2 separate regions of the Mus musculus genome follow, and region 1 is linked to region 2. A link is a contact called in public promoter capture Hi-C data. All regions are on one chromosome and are shown on one strand. The core of a region is the stretch at or near the end of the contact, and the rest is flanking DNA. Distances in the headings are between cores, read along the strand shown.

Region 1 (4,065 bases), core at 694-3,193, 1.5 Mb after region 2:
AGAAGTTGCTCCCTGCACTAGATGACCTTATGCTGTATACAGTAGGCACTCATTAGATAAGTGAGCAAATCTTTAACACTTGCCTGTGCCAGCATATACATGCACACACAAGTAAACATACAAGTATAAATAAACATATATCTCTTCGTGTACACCTCTCCTCCTCTGTGGGGACTACATGTCAGGCCATGAGCACACATAGTCCCTGCTTCGGAGCAGAGGAAACCCCATGTCTGCAAAGGCCCTGTCCCTGTCCAATTACCAGCTGAGGCTAATCCAGCCAAAATCCAACATCATCGTCTCCTCCACTTGAGAACTCGTCACATAGTTCTCATCTGAGCTCCCCACTCTGCATCATCATCCAGACTCCCCCTGCACCACCGGAAGAAACCTGACTACCCACGTTCTCATCCCAAGTCCATTTTCCAAGGTCTACATCCTTGGCCCAGCATCCATCGAAGCTCAGCTTCCTGGTTTCCACATGACTGATGCCCCACTGAGCTCACACCATCCATCTCCCTGAGAGTGACTGAGGCTCATGCCATGGGGCCCTCCCAAGCAGCTCGGGGGTTGGGGTGGGGAATTCATAACCACAGGGCAGAAGCCTACTTCTTGCTCAAGATTCCGGCTTCCTGAGCAGAGCAAAGCTTGGCACAAGGGAGTCTGATAGCACCAGGCCTGGCTCTTCCTGACACATTGTGTAACACGAACAATATTTGTTTGTTTTTCCTTTTCGGAGCCTCAGTTTCCCCATCTGCACAGCAAGAAGGCTGGCTGAGGTGGGCTCCACAGGTGCTGCCTGGAGCCTCACTCAGCCCTAAGACCTCCCTGGGAAACACTCCCAGACCAGCCAACTCTGCATTTATGTACCATGTACAGGAGAATGCTTTCCTCTGAAGGGCATGGGCTGTAGGTGATCTTGTCCCATTTCAGGACTCTGGTCACCAGACTAACTTAGGTCCCTGTAACAGAGTCTGCCTAAGTGTTTGCTAAGTGAATAACTGATAGAACAGTTTGAGTTGTGGGCCAAGGTCCTTCAACAAGACAGAGCTGGCTTGCTTCCCAACTTCCTATGCCAAGACTCTTCTTCTATAGAAGGCTTTAGACCCAATCCCTGTCCTCTCCTACAACTTCCAAGGATGATGGCCCAGACTCCATTGTCTCCTGTCATTCTAAGGTGCTAAAAGGCTTGCGCTTCCCTCTTTGATTGCTTTCCCAAAGATGCCTAGACAAATTAGAGGAGGGGCAGTAATCCCACTAGAAGCCTCAAATGGCCCTGATCTTGGGGCCAGACCTCAGACCCCCAGGAGCTGTTCCTTTGCCCTTTCTCAGGGAGCTCGGGGAAGGCGGACGCTGCCCTGAGTCACCACTGACTAAGCCGGCTGGACAGCCCATGTCCTGGCCCCTGGCCCAGCTGCACTTGGTGGCCTGCACAGAGGCTACTTGACTGCCACAGCCTTGGAGACCACCAAATAGGCTGTACCTGCAGGTCTCTGCTCTACCCCGGGTGGCCCATCTGAGAGGGGTGTGTCTGAAACCTCCGACCCGGATCCCAAGGCAGGCGTGGCCTCAGTTTCCCGTTTGCAGCGGCACATCAGAGCCCGACAGAGGGGTTAAAGAGCACTCACATAAGGTCAGGCCGGTGTCGGTGCAAGATAGCGCAGAAGGCCAGGCCATCGCGGAACGAGGTGGTCATGTTGGTGATGCTCACGTCCCGGTAGCCCTCGCACTGCTGCCGGCACCATTCTTGCAGGGCCTTTATGGCGGCCATATGGGCGGCAGGACGGGCTGGCGGCTCGAGGAGCTGGCTACAGGCCCCTCTTGGGCCCGAGACGCGCAGGAGGCCCGGACCCGCCGACCACCAGCCGGGCTGGAAGAAGAGAACACCGGGAGACCGGCGCCCCACACACTCTTGACGCCTGCGAGGCCGCCGGCCCCGCCCCCTAGAGGCCCCGCCTCTTCAGACCCGCCCCCACAAGATCACGCCTCTTGAAGGCCTGGCTCACCAGCTCCAAGCTCCACACAGGCTCCTTGTTCCGGCCGCACCGCCCCAGTTTGGTCAGGCCACACCCACGCCCCACAAAGGGCACGCCCACATAAGACCACGCCCCCTCTTTCCTGGGACTTGAAGAATAGGGGCCCGGTACTCTGGGCGTTGGCTCCCGCCTTGGCCTTTAGCCATAACTCCCAGCAGAGGCGTCGGGGTTTTCTTTTTTTGTTTTCCTTGAGACCGGGACCAATGTAGCTCGCATTGGCCTCTAGCTTATTATAAAAGCAAAGATGACCTTGTGTTTCAGATTCCCCAGCCTCCACCTCCTTTACTGCTCTCGGATTACAGGCTTGTGCCCCACACCATGCCTGGTTTGTGCAGTGCTGGGTATGGACCCTGAGGCTTCCTGCATGCCAGGCAAGCATACCACCAGCTGAGCTACACTCCCAGCTACGGTTTTCTTTCTTACTTTTAATTCTATCTTATGCATATGGGCTTTGGTCTGAAAGTGTATCTGCACCCCTTGTGTGTCTGGTAGCCCGGGAGACCTGAAGAAGGCCCCTGCTCTTCTAGAATCGGAGTTGGAGCGGGTTGTGCTGCCATGTGGGTGCTGGAAACTAAACCCCAGGACTTCTGGAAGAGCAGCAAATGCTCTTAACGACTGACCCATCTCTCCAGTCCAAACCCGCAACAGCGTTCTTTTATTTTATTTTATTTTTTAAAGTTGAGGCCAAGCTGCCTAGTCTGCCTAACTCATCCTCCTGCCTCAGCCTCTAGAGTTGGCAGCCTGTTGACAAATGGGAAAACAGAGGCTAGGGTAGATGCAACCTCTGAGGAGTGTCCCTTTTCAGGGTCTACAAAGCTGTCTGGTTGGAAGCTGGGGTGGACCTTGCTGAGTAGTGTGCTTTCCCATCAGACAGATACTGGTCGTGATGGCACACACCTGGAATCCCAGCCCTCAGCGGGGAGAAGCTGGAAGATCAGAAATCCAAGCTTATCCCAGGATACATATGGGGTGCAAGGCTGACATGGGCGACCTGAGACCCTGTCTCAAACTTTAAAATACTGTCTGCTTTCCCTTCACCCTCAAGGGTGCCAAGCCAGCCAGAATAACCGCTCTACATTCACAGAGGAGGAAAGGAAGGCTGAGGGGGCACGCTCCAGGGGTCTTGAGACAGGAGACTCTTAGCCTCTTTCAAGTCTCTGAGGATGCCAGGGGTGATTAAGGAAAGTACCTCTCCCAGGTCCTCAGTTAGAGCCAGGGGCTGCCCTGAATGTTCTTTTGTTGTTTTGTTTTGTTTCTGAGACAGAATTTCTCTGTGTAGCCCTGGCTATCCTGGAACTCACTCTGTAGACCAGGCTGGCCTCGAACTCACAGAGAACCACCTGCTTCTTCCTCAAGTGCTGGAATTAAAGGTGTGCGCCACCTCTGCCCAGCTTTGTTTCTCCGCACCCTCAGGAATCTATATGTCATCAGATGGACCGGACTATGACAGCAACAGTGTGAACCGGCCCTTCCCAGCTGGGCCCCAGAGCTTGTCTAGGCAGGATCTTTAGGAAGGTAGGTGTTTTCCCCAAAATGGCATCTGGCTTGGAGCCAGGTGCCGTCTCTACCAGGAGTGAAAACAGGTTTTCCGTGCCCAAGCTGTGGGCTGGCATCAAGGAGGCACCTGGGTACAGGCAGCAGGTGTGGGGCTGGTAGGTGGGCAGCAAGATCCTCATCCCAACTCTGGAGGGCACAAGACTGCCCCTGGGATTATAGCCCCAACCCTTGCCCAGTGGAAGCAGCTGACCTGCCCGAGGGTTCTCGCCAGGAGGACAAAGTGCAGTATCACACCCCATTCAGCTAGAGCCTGGTCCCGGAACCAGGTTTTCCTGACCCTCTGGGCAGCAATTACAAGAACCGGAAAAGCTGGTAAGGAAGGTAACTGCCAAGACGTGGGGAGAAAGGGTGTGCAAACGGAGGGAGGGCCATGCCAGGGTCTGAGTTCTAATGTCAGCTCCAGGGTCATCATGTGACCAGCCTCTTCAGACTCCCCACCCTTAGCTCCTGCCACCTCGGGAGCTTGAGGACA
Region 2 (4,596 bases), core at 125-2,624:
GTACTTGGCTTTATAGCTTTTGTTGTGTTCTTCCTAAACGTGTTTGGCTGACTACCTGACCCCACCCACCTCTCTTTAGGGGCAGGTCTCCTATAGCCCCACTGGCTTCAAATTCACTAGGTAGACAACACTGGTCCTTTGGCCTCTACCTCCCAAGTACTGGGATTGCAAGCACATACCACCATGCCTGGCTTTACCTGTTTGCTATGTTTTCTTCTTCTTCTTAATAATAGTGATATAATATGTATATATATAAAATCACTCTAGATTAAATCTAAGACCTTCCACATGTTAAACAACCCTTCTACAATTGGGTCTCAGGCTCGTCTGGAATTCATCCCGTGGTCTTGATTTGGAGAGCCTCCTGCCTTTTACAGCTGTTTACCACCAAGCCTGGCTATTATTTCTTCTTGTTTATTATCCTTACCCCACCAGTAAACAAGAATATGTCTGTTATGTTCACTGACCTATCTGGTGCCTAGGGCATTGTTAAATATATGAATAAGTCTTTTTTTTTCTTTTTTTCTTTCCTTTTTTTGGTTTTTCGAGACAGGGTTTCTCTGTATAGCTCTGGCTGTCCTGGAACTAACTTTGTAGACCAGGCTGGTCTAGAACTCAGAAATCCGCCCGCCTCTGCCTCCCAAGTGCTGGGATTAAAGGCGTGAGCCACCACTGCCCAGCATGAATAAGGTGTAAGTGTTCACTAAATACTTGGTATAACAATTACCAAAATGAAAAAGACACAGACTCAAGCTTGGAGTTTACTCTGTGGTTAAAAGGAAAGGAGCTTGCCTGACACTGGACATGAAACCAACCTCAAGAGTGTTCAGAACTGAGTGCTAGGGACTGGTTCTTTTCATTCCAAGTCTTCTCAGACTTTTGTTAAATCTTGTCTACAGGAAATACAATTATTCAGCACATACTCTGTACCTGGTCGGGTCCCAGTCCTCTGTGGTGGTACCCTTGCCACTAAGGTTTCATAAAACACTCTAGCAGCCTCGGGAGTTTCTCAGATCAGTGGAAGCGACAGGAAGACTTCTTAGAGAAGGGATAACTTGAGCTATATCTTTACATCATTTTTCTCAGCTAGGGAAGTGATTCGAAGATTACCCGGGCAGCGCTACAGGAGGTTCACAAGCCACTACATCGCCCCACCATCCTTCCAGTGCAGTCACGCACAGGGTCCCCACGAGCACGGACACACAACCAACCGTCTTCTTCCCAGTCCTCACATGGGCCCTTTCAAAGGGTCTCCTCACGGATACACCTCAGACTTTCCCCCGCCAGCCAAGCACCGGGAGCAGTAAAAGCCTCTCACCGCTGCCAAAGCGCCGCTCACCCGGCGCTCGGCGCCATCTTGGCCCCGCCCCCTGACAGGAGTAGGTCCTGGCAGAAGCCAAAAAGTTATCACTGTTCTTCCCTATGTCAAAATAGACCATATCGTTTCACAGTCTGAAATTATATAAAAATTTCATTCTACGTGCATGTGTAAAGATCATATTACTCTATTCTAATTACTTCAATTTGTATCTTCATTACCCAGCTGTCAGGACCTTCAGAAGGCGCCACAAAACTGAGCCATCACGCTCCACCCACTTTCGGGCTGGCTCTGAGCATGCGCTGACCGTTCTATGATTTTTTTTTTTTTTTTTTTAAAGCTTGCTGCGGGCTTCGCCTAAATTTAAAGGGCCCGCTGCCTTCCAGAAGTTGGTCTGAAGGCAAAGGGTGGTTGTATGTGTGGACTGCGTTTTATCATGGGACCTGTGCGGCTGGAGATACTGCTTTTCATCCTGGCAGCGTACGGTGCTTGGGCTGAGGCGACAAAAGAGGAGGAAGATGACACAGAACGTTTGCCCAGCAAATGCGAAGGTACAGAAACGGAGTAGTTGCTATTTACATCTCCCTATCTACCTCCTGCCTCTCTAACTCTAGGCTGAATCAAATGGGCTAGGATAGATGGATCACTAGACTGTCTTGAAAGAGGTTCTGTTGGAGCTTGGTAACACTTGAATGGGAACAAGGGAGGGAAAGCAGGGTTAAGGTGGCACTACATTTCCCAGGTGGCATCCAGAAGGATCTAGGTTTTTCTTGCGGGCTTGGGCCCCAATGTATTGTGGGAATTGTAGTTCAAGAACCTGTAACGCTGGCTCTATGGAGCATCTTCCTCAGTCGTTTCTCTCCTTGTTAAAAATCTGGACAATCTGCATGGGTGGGGTGTAATACTCATTCCTTATAGGCATACTGAGTCCCGCCCTGGCAGAGACGCTCTTAAATTACAGGCCTGATGGCCCCCTTTAGGGGTTTTAAAGGTGAGTAAGTCCCCAGCTGAAGTTCATAAAGAGAAGATGAAGACACCACACCACTTAGAAGTTGCCCATCGGTGTGAGGCTTTGCAGATGGGGTGCACTGTAGGGATTTTACAACAAGCAGCATGGCCTCTGGCTACATTAGTAAATGCCCTCCCCCCAACCACCCCTCCCATCCCCAACAGGGAGGAAGCCAGGTCACTGAATAAATATCCTGTGGCTCCCTAACTCTAACTTTTTCTTTGGATTCATTATTGCTTCACTTTACACCCAACAACATGTTTTTATCATTGACACCCATGACTTGATTCTAATCTCTCACTTATTTTTGCATCTGTGTCCCCACTCTTCTGAGTCGGGGTGGGGGTGGAGACAGGGTTTCTCTTTATAGCTCTGGCTGTCCTGGAACTTGCCTGTAGACCAGACTGGTCTCTAACTCCGAAATCCACTTGCCTCTGCTGGGATTAAAGGCAGAAGTTAACTATATGAACCCCCTGTCTCTAGTTCTGACCTCAGAATGCTGGGATAGCGTGTGCCACATCACCTAACATTGCAGAGGTTCTTAGGATCTGAACTCAGGTCCTCAAGCTTAAAAGTGCTTTACTTACAGAACTGTTTTCCCAGACCCTAAGCCAACTTTGGAGTGAGGGGAGAGCTGTAAAAACACTTTTTTTTTTTTTTGAGACAGGTTTTCTCTGTGTAGCCCTGGCTGTCCTGGAACTCTGGAACTCACTCTGTAGACCAGGCTGGCCTCAAACTCAGAAATCCACCTGCCTCTGCCTCCCGAGTGCTGGGATTAAAGGTGTGCGCCACCACTGACTGGCGTATGTACACTCTTAGCTTTCATACTTTATTCCTCAAAGTGACTGCTTCAGACACACCCAGCGTCTCACAGTCAGTAAGTGGCCCCTGTCTTTTTCTTGGCTGTTTTCCTCCTCTCCGTTTTGTATTTGATAAACTCCTCCCCATTCTACTGGACCCAGTTTAAATGTCTCCTTTGGACTCCCCCCTTGCTTGTCATCCGCAGTGTTGTAAGTCCTGGGGGAAAAGGGACTACCCGTGCCCAGGGTCTTAATACAGTGGACGCACTTTTGCTAATTTTTATTGTTTTATTTTTTGAGACAGGGTTTCTCTGTGTAGCCCTGCCTGTCCTGGAACTCACTCTGTAGACCAGGCTGGCCTGGAACTCAGAAATCCACCTGCTTCTGCTTCCCGAGTGCTGGGATTAAAGGCGTGCGCCACCACCGCCCGGCACATTTTGGATTTCTTGATGATTGAGACTCTTTCATTTTTAAATTACATTTATGTTGTGTATTTGGTGGGTAGACATGTGTCATAGTGTATTACGGGGTTATGTATGTGTGTAGGTAAATGTGTCATGGAAGTCAGAGGACAGTTTGGAGGACTCTCTCCTTCCACCATGTGGACCTTCAGGCTCAGTAGAAGGTTCCTTTAGCTGCTGAGTAGTTTCACCAGCCCTAGAACCAAGGTGTTACTTTGATTTTTGGAGACAGGGTCTCTCTGTGTAGCCCTGGCTCTTCTAGAACTCACTCTGCAGACTGTGCTGTCCTCAAACTCAGAGATCAGCCTGCCTCTGCCTTCCAAGTGCTGGGATCGAAGGCGTGCGCCGCCGCCACCACCACCACCGCCCAGCATGAAAACAGGTTTTTGGATTGTAACCCTGAAGCATGCTACTGTATCGTCATTGTCGGTCCCGAACTACACTGGCTTTGTTTCATGGACAAATCATAATGGGTTTTATGCTCTCCGTGTCCCTAAGAAAGTAGCTCAATAAATAAAATCAGAGTGACACCAAGTTCTGACACAGTGCTCACTATATGCTAGACAGGACTCCGGGGTTTTGCATATATTGATGCACAAAAATCTTCATCACCCCTCGATAAGGGACACAGTCTTATCCCCATATGAGAGGTGAAGAAGCTAAGACGCAGGAAGTGTCACACAGCTCCTGAGAAGGAGGCAGTATTCTCTTCCAGTCATTCTGACTCCAGTGTATGTTCATGTGCCTTGGGTCAATGAGCAGAAGGTGGGTTGCTTGTCTGGTGGGTTGCTTGTCTTCTTCATTCCCCTCGAGCATCTCTTTACTCCCAGTGTGTAAGCTGCTGAGCATGGAGCTCCAGGAAGCGTTGAGTCGAACTGGCCGATCCCGAGAAGTGCTGGAGCTGGGTCAGGTGCTAGACACTGGCAAGAGGAAGAGACACGTGCCTTACAGCCTCTCGTGAGTCTTTGTACTTATCCACCTCCCAGTGGAGCCTCCAGAGGAGCTGCA

What was found. Promoter capture Hi-C pulls out the DNA fragments that hold promoters and counts their contacts.
Region 1: a contact with region 2 is called in a promoter capture Hi-C map of cranial neural crest. The contact joins the promoter of Micall2 here to the promoter of Taf6 in region 2. A contact is called at or near these places in 2 of 39 promoter capture datasets (cranial neural crest and maxillary cranial neural crest) and 2 of 115 datasets of contacts at active chromatin or transcription factors (embryonic stem cells and large pre-B cells).

What each region holds. Positions count from the first base shown.
Region 1 is chr5:139,734,390-139,738,454 of GRCm38.p6, forward strand. Micall2 (MICAL-like 2) reads right to left here and starts at 1,944. Exons shown (of 17, transcript NM_174850.3): 1 at 1,629-1,944. The coding sequence starts at 1,771.
Region 2 is chr5:138,185,852-138,190,447 of GRCm38.p6, forward strand. Taf6 (TATA-box binding protein associated factor 6) reads right to left here and starts at 1,375. Exons shown (of 15, transcript NM_009315.4): 1 at 1,319-1,375. It overlaps Cnpy4 (canopy FGF signaling regulator 4), which reads left to right and starts at 1,684. Exons shown (of 6, transcript NM_178612.4): 1 at 1,684-1,869; 2 at 4,419-4,545. The coding sequence starts at 1,734.